Regions from separate parts of the Mus musculus genome. Here regions 2 and 3 are each linked to region 1. The links are chromatin contacts, called in public promoter capture Hi-C maps. All regions are on one chromosome and are shown on one strand. The core of a region is the stretch at or near the end of the contact, and the rest is flanking DNA. Distances in the headings are between cores, read along the strand shown.

Region 1 (3,196 bases), core at 409-2,908:
TCCCCACCTTGATATAACCACTAGGAGAAGGTAATCCACAACCCACCCATGACATGTGAGGGTCCCTGCCTTGACTTTGAGCCTGCCTGCAAGTCTGTTCCCTGGACTGGCTATCTCCAGCTGGAACCATAAATTCCTGAAGCAGCCAATCCCGGCTTGGTCACTGTAACCACATGATAACTCGGACAGAAGCATATTTCTATTGGCTGTGACAGCAGAAATAAATCTGTCCCCAACCAATCAACTATGGGCAGCAAGGCATAGCAATAAAGGTACAACCAATAGGGGCAGGAGCTACTGGGGACCAAACGGTAGGGACAGGGTGTGTGTGTGACCTTGTACTCACACTGACCCAGTGGCTGCCAGACGTGGAGACAGAAGGAAGCTGCTGCTTCCTGGCCCCTTGGGAACTTAAGTACCTCTCCTCTCACTCCACCAGCATGCTTGTGAAGAGATCCAACCACTGGGCTCCTGCCCTGCCCCCACTCTGGGAATTCCAGCTTATATCTGTCACTTGTGGCTGTGCGACCCTGGGACACTCTTGGAGTCTTTTTGGAACCCCGCCCCCTTTTCTCATGCTCAGAGCAGGGTCACAAGTCTTAGTGACTGCTGTTGAAGCCTAAGACAAAACCCACTGCACCAGCAGCAGGACAGCAAAGAGCTAGCCGGCCACAGCAGGCTTTTACCAGCTTCGGGTTGTCCTCACTATGCTGGGACACTGAGCAGGACCTCAAAATAACATCCCTCATCCTGGCACCGACTTGCTGGTTGCTGGCTCAACTCAGGTTCTTTAGAACCTCCTTAGTCCCAGCCTCCCTCCCCCACTGCCCATGTCCCCCAAGGGCTTCCACAGTCCTCAAGGTACTCTCTGTTAACTGCTCTGAAACTCCAACCCCAGGAATCTTGGGCCAGTGGATAGGTGACACAGCCAGGCTGGTGATCAGGAAGTGCCCCCCCCACACACACACTCTTAAAGGGACTTTAGGTGACCATTTGTGAGGCCCCAGATCAGGTCTCTATGCCACACAGAGCTTGACTGGACAACAAGGCTGAGGGAGATAGAACCTGGGCTTGCTGCAGAGATAGCCACTGGGCCACCAGGCCCACTGACTCCCACCCTAACAGGCACCGATGCCCACAGTGCTCCCACTGAGGACAACTCCAGTGTCATGCCCTTGGAGCATGGATGGAGTGAGGAGCCACTGTGTGTCTCCAGTACCTGTCCTCCACATGCTGGAATGACAAGACCTTTTGTTGGCTTTCCAGGGCCATCTCCTCCAAGCAGGATGAAGAGGCATTTTCCCAGCACAGAAAAACGGGATGTAGCATCAGACCTCAAGGAACAGAGAGGATCAAAGCTGATACCCCATACATCAGGCAGGGCAGCTCAGCATTGGTCTTGCCCAGGAAGTGGGAGCCAATCATCTCCCCCTTCCTCGCCTCCCACATCCACTGTGTCCTTGCTTAGAGGCTTGACTAGCCTGCAGCTCCAGGTCCCTGTGTGCAATACTGGGCACCGACCATGTGCATGTCCATCAGCACAATGCAAAAGCTAGATGCTACACTTCCCTAGCTTCCAGACAGCTCCATCCAGGGTCACAGCACAGTGGAATCCCAGCACCCCAGAGCAGGGGTCAAGGGAATGAATCCCCCAGGAAGCCCTATGATGCATGACCATGGCTCTGGAGATCCATCATTCAGACTATAGCTCCTTCAGACAACCCGATGGGAAGGGAGAGCTTCAGTAACATGCACATAAAGGCAGAATGGTTGGGTGATGGGTGCCAGCCCCTGCTTGGTCCCCTGAGAGTGGTGTCCAATAGCCCAGGTTACCCTCACACAGACAGAAGATAGAGCCATCCCTTTGCGTGGGTGTCCAGTCAGGGTCCACTCTCAATGCCTCATCCACAACAGATAATGGTTTAATAAGCGATCTGTTTTTTATTTAAAGGGTCGACAGTAAAACCCAGATCACATTTCTCACTTGGTGGGTTAAAAAACCGCTTACGCTCATTTCTGCAATGTAAAGCGACACTCTATCAAATCAAACATTTCCAGATGGGCCCAGCTTGGCGGAGGAGAGCCGTGTATAGGTGGGGAAAGTAGGCAAGGAACACCACCTGCTGGCCAGTGGCTGGCAGCACCTAACATCTAGGCTAGGCTCCTTGCTCCCCCAGATACCTGTTGTATTGTGGATATACAGTGTTTGTGTGTGGCTTGGGACTCTGCCATCAACAGTGCCCAGAAGCTGCAGGGCCACGGGTCCTGGCCACTCTGCCAAACCCTCTCTAGCTGCCTCTGTCTCCTACTAGCCACTAAGATTACAAAGCTTGGGTGGTGTCTACACAGCTTTCCTCCCAAGGACAGGCATCAATAGCATTGGGTGTGGATCAGAAGCCACCCTAAACACAGCATGTATTTATCACCTGGAGGGCAAGAGGGGCGCTTTGGAAGGTAGCTGTCGGGACAAGGGCTTAGAGTGAGCCCCTCCCACACAGCATCCTGACCCAGACTTCCACACCATAGCAAGGATACTAAGTTGTCCCATGAACAGGTCCTCAAATTGTCCTCACCTCCCGGGATATAAGAACATCCCTCTCTAGAGTCTCCAAAAATCTCAGGAGCTAGTGAATGGCTCCATTCAACCTAGAGGACACTAGCAATGTCAGGCCAGCCACCAGATTCTAGTTTGTAACCCCTGGCTACTGAGGGGTGACAGACACCTGGTGTGAGATACCTGGCTGCTGCACTTTGAGCATGGTGTCCAGGCATTATGGAGTCTCCTGGGCCCACTGCCCATCTCTGGGGGCAGGAGTCCTAGAAACCGGCCTGTTGGCAGTCTCCCCAAAAATGCATTCTCGGGATTCCCCCACGGTATGCAGTTTTCACTCTGAATTAAAGCCGAAGCCAGCTCTAAATTTAATAACAGAGTTATAAACTCTCCGAAGTGTACGGATGGCTGATCGACCCCGGAGAGGAGTGGAATCTATAAATAGAGGTCCTTGTGAGCAAACCTCAGGGCTTGCTCCAAAGCTTGCTGAATTACCTTTTTGTAAAAGCTGCCACACGGCTGTGCTGGTAAGAGCAGAACCAGGGATGCCACCACCCCCCTGAGGTACCCCCACAAGGTCTGCTCCTCCTAAAGTGAGCCCCTCCCCAGAGCACAGACACCCACAGAGGCCCAGTGTCTACGCCA
Region 2 (3,196 bases), core at 330-2,829, 650 kb before region 1:
CCATTCTGTTTACAAAGGCATACTGACCAGGTTTCTATAAGCTCTTTGAGAAAAGCAGTGCTATGACTCCATTTCGAAGATGGGTAAACTGAGGTTCTGAGGATTTAAGTAACTTGCTCAAGGTCCCAGGGCACAGAGAGTATTTGAACTCAGCATCTGACTTCTAATCCAGAATGTTGTCACACAGGGTGGCCATCAGAATGGGCAAGCCCTGCCTGTTCCACAGAGCCATCGCTAGAAGGACAACATTGCTCAGCATCCTGTCGTTAGTTACCTGTGCTTGATAGGCAGGCTCCCATAGGCCCGCCAGTAGCTCAAGACTAGTTAGTGGGTATGCAACACCTTTGAAACCGATTACCTGATTTTCAAAACTGCATACACAATCTATACAGTCATGGATGAGAAAATGTTAAATACTTATCTTTTGTTCACAAAGTAATGTTTTACATTTTTATTGAATAAATCAAAGGATGGGGGCGGGTGGGGGGCCGGGACAGCGTTTGCAACACACCAAGGATTCAGGATACATTTTGTCTCTGTTGAGTTTTTTTTCTAGAGCTAAACAGCAACACAAACAACGACCACGAAAACCAATCCGAGGCAGTGGAGCTCAGCAGGTAGAGGTGCTTGCTGCCTATCCTGGCCACTTGAGTAAATCTTTGAGACTGATAAAATGGAAAATGGGAATCGACTCCTAAAGATGTCCTCTGACCCGTGCACGACTCACACAGACACAATTTAACTTTTAAATGAAGAAAAACAACAACAACCTTCCCCCAAATATTGTTACGACCCAGGTCCCAAGTGCCCACTTAATTAATTAACAGACCTCAGCACATACAGGGAACCAAGTGTCTTGGGGCTCAGAAGTCAGAGCTTTTTTCCTGACACCACCACCCCCCCGCCCCCGCCCACGCACACATACGGGTGTGTATGTGGATAGGTGCCTACAGATGTTCTCATCTCTCAAGAGTGAGAAGGTGACAGCTGCCCAGTGGAGCAGGAGAGAGTGTGGGCTGCCCGGGTTCTCTACCTGGAAGACTAGGGAGGCTGGTGAGGCACCACAGTAAACTCATCACAGAACAGCAGTAACCCACCAGGACCCCACACCTTGGGACCAGCATAGAGGTTGGGCTCTAGTTGGCTTTCCTCTCTCTTAGTCTGCTTCCATAGCGGGACCTGAAAGGCCTTCTGCCTTACAGAGGTGGGGATTTGCATTCCTTGTGAGGTAGGATACCCACGCACCTCCCAACTTCCCCTATTACCAGACCCGAGCCCCAGAATCTCCGGGTATGGCGACTCCTTGCCACCTGTAGTGGACAGTGTGGGCAGGAGGCAGGTCCATGGGTTGCCGAGGTGCCAACTGCTTCTACTCCTAGCCTCACTCCGGCCGGCCCCTCCTGCCACTGACGCGGAGTCCCTGGGGCCGTTCACTCGGCTAGCACCCGGGCAGCCGCACACCCGAACTCCAGCCTCGGAGCCTCGTGCGAAATACCTGGCCCTAGCTCGGGTCCCAGAGCTGCCTACCTGCTCCGGGCCGGGCGTCGGCGTCGGCGAGGGCTGGGCTGCAGCGTTGCCTCCTCGCCTGGATGCGGGACGGCGGGTTATAAGGGTGCGGAGCAGGGAGGCGGCGGCGAGGGGACTGCCGCAGGCTTAGCGCCTTTCTTGGCGGACCGGCGGGAAGGCAGCGCGGGCACTCAGCCGTGGCGGGAGGAGGGCCGGCCACCCGGGCCCCTGGCTCCCACGCGCGCCCCGCCTCCCCAGCTGGCTCTGCCCGAGTCGGGGTCTGGGCCCCGCTCCTCCCGCCTCCTTCCCGCCGCCGCTTGGCGCGCGTCGCCCAGCTAGCCCCAGCGGGGTCTCCTCCTCCGCGGGGCCCGCAAGCTGGTAGCCGGAGTCTTGGTCGAAGCGGGACCGGACCGCGACCTTTGGCGGGGCTCAGGGCGCCAGGAAGGGTGCGCAGGCGCCGAGGGGGTGGACACAGGGCGCCCGACGCCCTGTACTCCCTCTGACTCTCTCCTCCGCCTTCTCCCCAGATGCCCATCTACCCCGATCCCCCTCGCTGCCCTTACTGTCCTAAGCCTGCAACCCAGGGGCTCAGGAGTGCCCTCAGCGGGGTGGCTGCGCCTCTTCCAGGGCTCGCCCCGGCCTGAGAAAACCGAGAGGACCGACTGAAACTGAACATTGAAAGCCCCGGAGGAGAACCGTTGTCGTTCGGCCAGCACCAGCGGGGTTCCGTCTCTGAGAACGGCTCGAAGCCCCCCTCGATTTGCCTGGCAGAGACCACAGCCCGCCTGGAAAGAGGGTCGAGCGCAGACCCTCTGGGTTGGACTCTTCAAAGTCCAGCCAGAAGTTGCGCCTCCTGATACCTACACACCCCGGGGGCCACGGCCTGCAGTCCGGGTTTCCTAGCCCAGGGTATCAGAGTCTTTCCTTGGATTGGTGTGCTAGGCGATGCCCAACGGATGCCCACAAACTGTGCACATAGAGCGGCTCGGAGTTAGTCAGGGGACTCTTCTCTGGCTCAAGAAGTCTTCTTCACCACCCGCCATCTCCCCTCTGGGCAAGTGAGCGGTCTCCGGTGCCCTCATCTACCACGCAGACCCGTAGTCTGGCGCACAGAAGGAGTTGGGTCCTTGTGGGACCCCTTAGTGGCACTGCAGAGTGGTCCTTGCCCAAGGTGTTCCCACATGCCCTGGAAGTCGCTTTAGTGCAGCTAGTGGCGTTGCAAGGGAGGTGGGTTGGAGCAGACCGAATCTCTCTCGAACTCGAAAGCCTGACCTGGTGTTAGGCCAATAGCTACGAGGAGTAATTATTTGCGAGCTGCAGATTAGAGACAAAGATGAATACCAAGCAAGAGTTTGGGACTGGTTGGGAACAGAAAATGCCAGGACGCTGGCCGCGCACTCTGCAGATCCTCTCCGAATGGTGCAAGCACCGCCATTCATTCATTCATTCATTCATTCATTCATTCATTCGTGGAAATTAGATGCAGCGGTGCGGAAGAGACTGGGAGCTATGAGCTGGACCGAGCAATACTAGATTCCGGTCTTTCAGAATTCGGAACTTAGCTCCAAAGGCAGTGGCTGAGCCTTAAGTGATCCTCTGAAGCTTTGGGTGCAGACAGGAACATCCAACCTCCCGAATGACACCGGAATGGGGAGCCTTGTGGGGCACAGGACGCGGGGTGCTGCGCGAG
Region 3 (3,196 bases), core at 201-2,700, 620 kb before region 1:
GCCCCTGGCTGAGGAGGGATATGAGATGAATTCCTGGGTGCAGACATTGGGAGTCCCCCAGAGGGCTCGGGTCAGCCTCTGCTACTGAGATCCAGGGAGGGTCTGGTGATGGGTTTGAGCAGAAGGGTGAGTCCCAGCACAACAATGCAGGGCAAACTGGGGTCCTGTTTGGGGCATCAGGTGGCAAGTTCCAGGACCCATTGCCCTCCAGAATCTGTCTGTCTATCCATCTCTCCCTCCCTCCTTCCTTACTTCCCTCCCTTCTCTATTTCCCCTGAGGTTATACTCCTCTATGTTTACTGCTCAGATCTGAAACCTGAGTTTTCTAAACTCACTCCACTCCCTTCCTTGCCCTCGGTTCCGCATCTGGGCCAGCAGCAGGTCTAAGCTGACAGCACCTGCCCAGTAATGAGACCCACAGTCTTTTGAAATGCGAACTTTTGCAGCGGCATTTCCAGGTCCCCCAGCCAGAGGCCCCCTCAAGCACTTGCTTCAGGGGAAGAGGAGGCTGGAACACCTACCGCACTCCTCAGGGATGGTGGAAGAGGGCAGGCTGGGTCCACCCATCATGTAAAAGGGCAGGCACACCTCTCCAGTAGGACAAGGAGGAGCTGATCCTCACACAACTATCTGCAACTAGTGAGGTCCGCTACCATACCCTCATGGGACTCTCCCAGCTCAGCTTCACAAAGAGCCCCTCTGAGTGTTTGATAAGTCCTGGACTAAGAGATGCCACGTACAGCGCTGGTCAGTCTGCCCCTAACCGCGGAGAAAGTCAAATCAAATCAAAGCCAGGCTTAAAAGACAATAAATACCTGGTGCAGGGAGTCGCCTCACCTCCTAGACCCCTATGCAGGTGCCTAGTGGGACCTACACGCCCACTCCACCCCATGCTACCGTCCCAAAGCACTCAGTACAGAACTGGGAATACGAAAGCCCAGAGGGTGGTGTGTTACCTAATAAAGTCAGTACCCAAAGGAAGTGCCCAGAGGCACTCAGAGGCTGTCCCCCCCTCTACCTCCCGCTCTACTATCCCTCCCTGCTTCTGGGACAGCGGTGGCGGGCGCGCGGACGAGGGGCCAAGGGAAGGTGACTGCAACTCCAAGAATCCAAGGGTGCGCTTGCAGAGGTCTCAGATCTGGATAGAGCGGTGTTTACGAAGTATGGACCGCGCAGACTCGACAGAATTGTTCACTTGGTTGGGGTCAGACCTGGGACTCTCGGTTGCAGAGAGAGGGAGCGCAAGTGAAATTGGAAAGCTTTAGGGGAAAGTACTGGGAAGCGAGCTTAGCCTTAAAGGTAGGACCAGGAGCCGGAGAGGGGAGGGGCTGAAGCGGGGCTGGAAGTGGGCTCTCCCTATTGGGATTGTCTGGGCGGGGCCGAAGGCGGAACGGGCGTGGCTTGGGCTGGGGGTGGGGCCAAAAGGGGCGGGAGCGGGGTCGGGAAAGAGGGGGCTGGGGTCGGGCCGGGGGGCGTGCGGCGGGCGGGCCTGACGTCTGCTGCGTCCCGCTCCGAGTTTGCTCTCCATCACTCCTGGCAAGTGTCTGGCCGCGCCGAACCGAGCGCGAAGGTCTCGGAGGTCCGGGCAACTGTCCCATCTGCACCTGCGGGAACCTCGCGCCCCGCACCTGGCGCGACTGGGTTGTGGTGCTCCGCTGTCCTCTGGGGGTATGGCGCCCGTGAAGACAGCGTCTACTGGCCGTAAGGGCCGCCTGTGAGTCGAAGATCCCAGGACCGAGTGGGAGCGCGACCGCGCGCACTATGCCTGTCGGGGTGGAGGCGAGGGCGTCTTGGCGCGTGGTGGCCCTGACGCTGCTGCTGCTCCCCGCCGTGCCTGCAGCCTCCCAGCCGCTACCCCCGCGCCCGCTGCAGCCGAGCATGTGAGTAGCGCGAGTCGTGAGGCTCCTGGCGGCGAAGCTGACCCGGACAGAACTCGGGGCTTTGTCCCTGGGGCCACAAACAATGGGCTCTTTGCTTTAACTGAGGAGGGGATGGTCTAGACCCGGGGTCCCGGACTGGATTTGGTGCCCTCGAGTCTGCCGCAGGGCCCATAGCCTCCGGGTTCCCGCCCCTGCAGCAAGGGTCCTGCAGACTTAGACGGATGCCGAACTCCGGAGAGGTGAGGAATCCAAGCCCCTGCGGCGCAGGGTCCAGCTGGGGAGCCAGCTTGGAGGCGGCCGAGAGGAAGCAGCCTGGTCCCACTTCCTCCCCAAGCTAGTCTCCTGGGGTCCGAGGGCCTGCGCAGGGGCGGGGGTGCCCAGAGGGGGCTGCCAGCACTGTTTTGTGTGTTAAACACGTGCGCTCTGGGGCCTCGGGAGAAGGAATTCAGTACTAGAATGGGCAGGAAGAGAGGGTCAGGGAGCCAGCGGCGACGGATTTAATTTTGAAAGATGATTCCCCAACAGGCCGGTTAGCGGTCTCTCTTAAACTGCAAAGCGATCCCCCTCTGTTGGCCTCAAAGGAAAACTGGTGCGAAGTGAGACTGAGAGTGGATGTACAGATGAGAGGCCTGCCCCCCCTCACCAGCCCTTCCCCGCAGGGTGCAAGGTGGAGCCTTGTAAACTTGGCAAGGCTGCTGGGGCGGCACGGGGAGTGGACCAGGGACCCTTCAGGCCCTGGTTGGGGCTTCCATTCTGCCAGTTCGGGCATCTTCTCACCCACAGAGGAGACTTGCTGCTTCTGTCCAGGGCTGGCACTGACCGGTCCACTATGTACCTGGCCGTGAGGACAGTGTCATGATTCCCTGGGGAATGAGAGGACAAGCTTCCTACTGGGACAGGTGCCCTCGGGACCTCCTCCCTGGGTCTTGCTTTGGTCTTTGTGGCCATTACAAAAAAGAGCTGGATCTGAGTTGGGGTCCTCTCGTCTATGAACAGAAGCAACCTATGTCCCCGACTTCCGCTGCTCCTTCCTCTTAACTGAGTTTGTTCCTAGGGAGCTTCGGTCCTAGAATGATTATTGCACTAAGCGTGGTGGGCTAGGGCTGCCAGCCTGCCTGTCTCTTTCATGGTTGAGAGGGGCTGCAGACACGGTCTTCCCGAGGTTGGGTGGATGCAATCTGGCACGAGTGGAAACTGTTGCTGGCCCTTTATGGGTTCCCCACCCTGCTCTGTCCGTTCCTGCTGATCTCCCTGGGAGTGGAGCCAAGGGCTTGCTGCCTGTGTCCTGCTCACCTGGGCCCAGGAAGCCTTTAGCT

Evidence for each region. Promoter capture Hi-C pulls out the DNA fragments that hold promoters and counts their contacts.
Region 2: a promoter capture Hi-C map of hippocampal neurons shows a contact between it and region 1, with 3 times the contacts expected there. The contact joins the promoter of Trp73 here to the enhancer-like site in region 1. A contact is called at or near these places in 3 of 39 promoter capture datasets (cranial neural crest, embryonic stem cells and hippocampal neurons), 6 of 115 datasets of contacts at active chromatin or transcription factors (astrocytes, embryonic basal ganglia, embryonic forebrain and 3 more) and 1 of 9 other capture datasets (embryonic stem cells).
Region 3: a contact with region 1 is called in a promoter capture Hi-C map of cranial neural crest. The contact joins the promoter of Megf6 here to the enhancer-like site in region 1. A contact is called at or near these places in 7 of 39 promoter capture datasets (the 3T3-L1 cell line, the C10 cell line, cranial neural crest and 4 more), 1 of 15 datasets of contacts at CTCF or cohesin (pro-B cells) and 6 of 115 datasets of contacts at active chromatin or transcription factors (bone marrow-derived dendritic cells, craniofacial prominence, embryonic forebrain and 3 more).

The regions. Positions count from the first base shown.
Region 1 is chr4:154,785,298-154,788,493 of GRCm38.p6, forward strand. No RefSeq gene overlaps it. Among named protein-coding and RNA genes, the nearest start is that of Ttc34, 51 kb to the right of the region's middle. Within about 2 kb of position 1,659, at least 9 of the 459 cell types and tissues checked have an H3K27ac peak or open chromatin away from gene starts, as enhancers often do.
Region 2 is chr4:154,138,296-154,141,491 of GRCm38.p6, forward strand. Trp73 (transformation related protein 73) reads right to left here and starts at 1,580. Exons shown (of 14, transcript NM_011642.4): 1 at 1,528-1,580.
Region 3 is chr4:154,169,263-154,172,458 of GRCm38.p6, forward strand. Megf6 (multiple EGF-like-domains 6) reads left to right here and starts at 1,451. Exons shown (of 37, transcript NM_001162977.1): 1 at 1,451-1,880. The coding sequence starts at 1,762.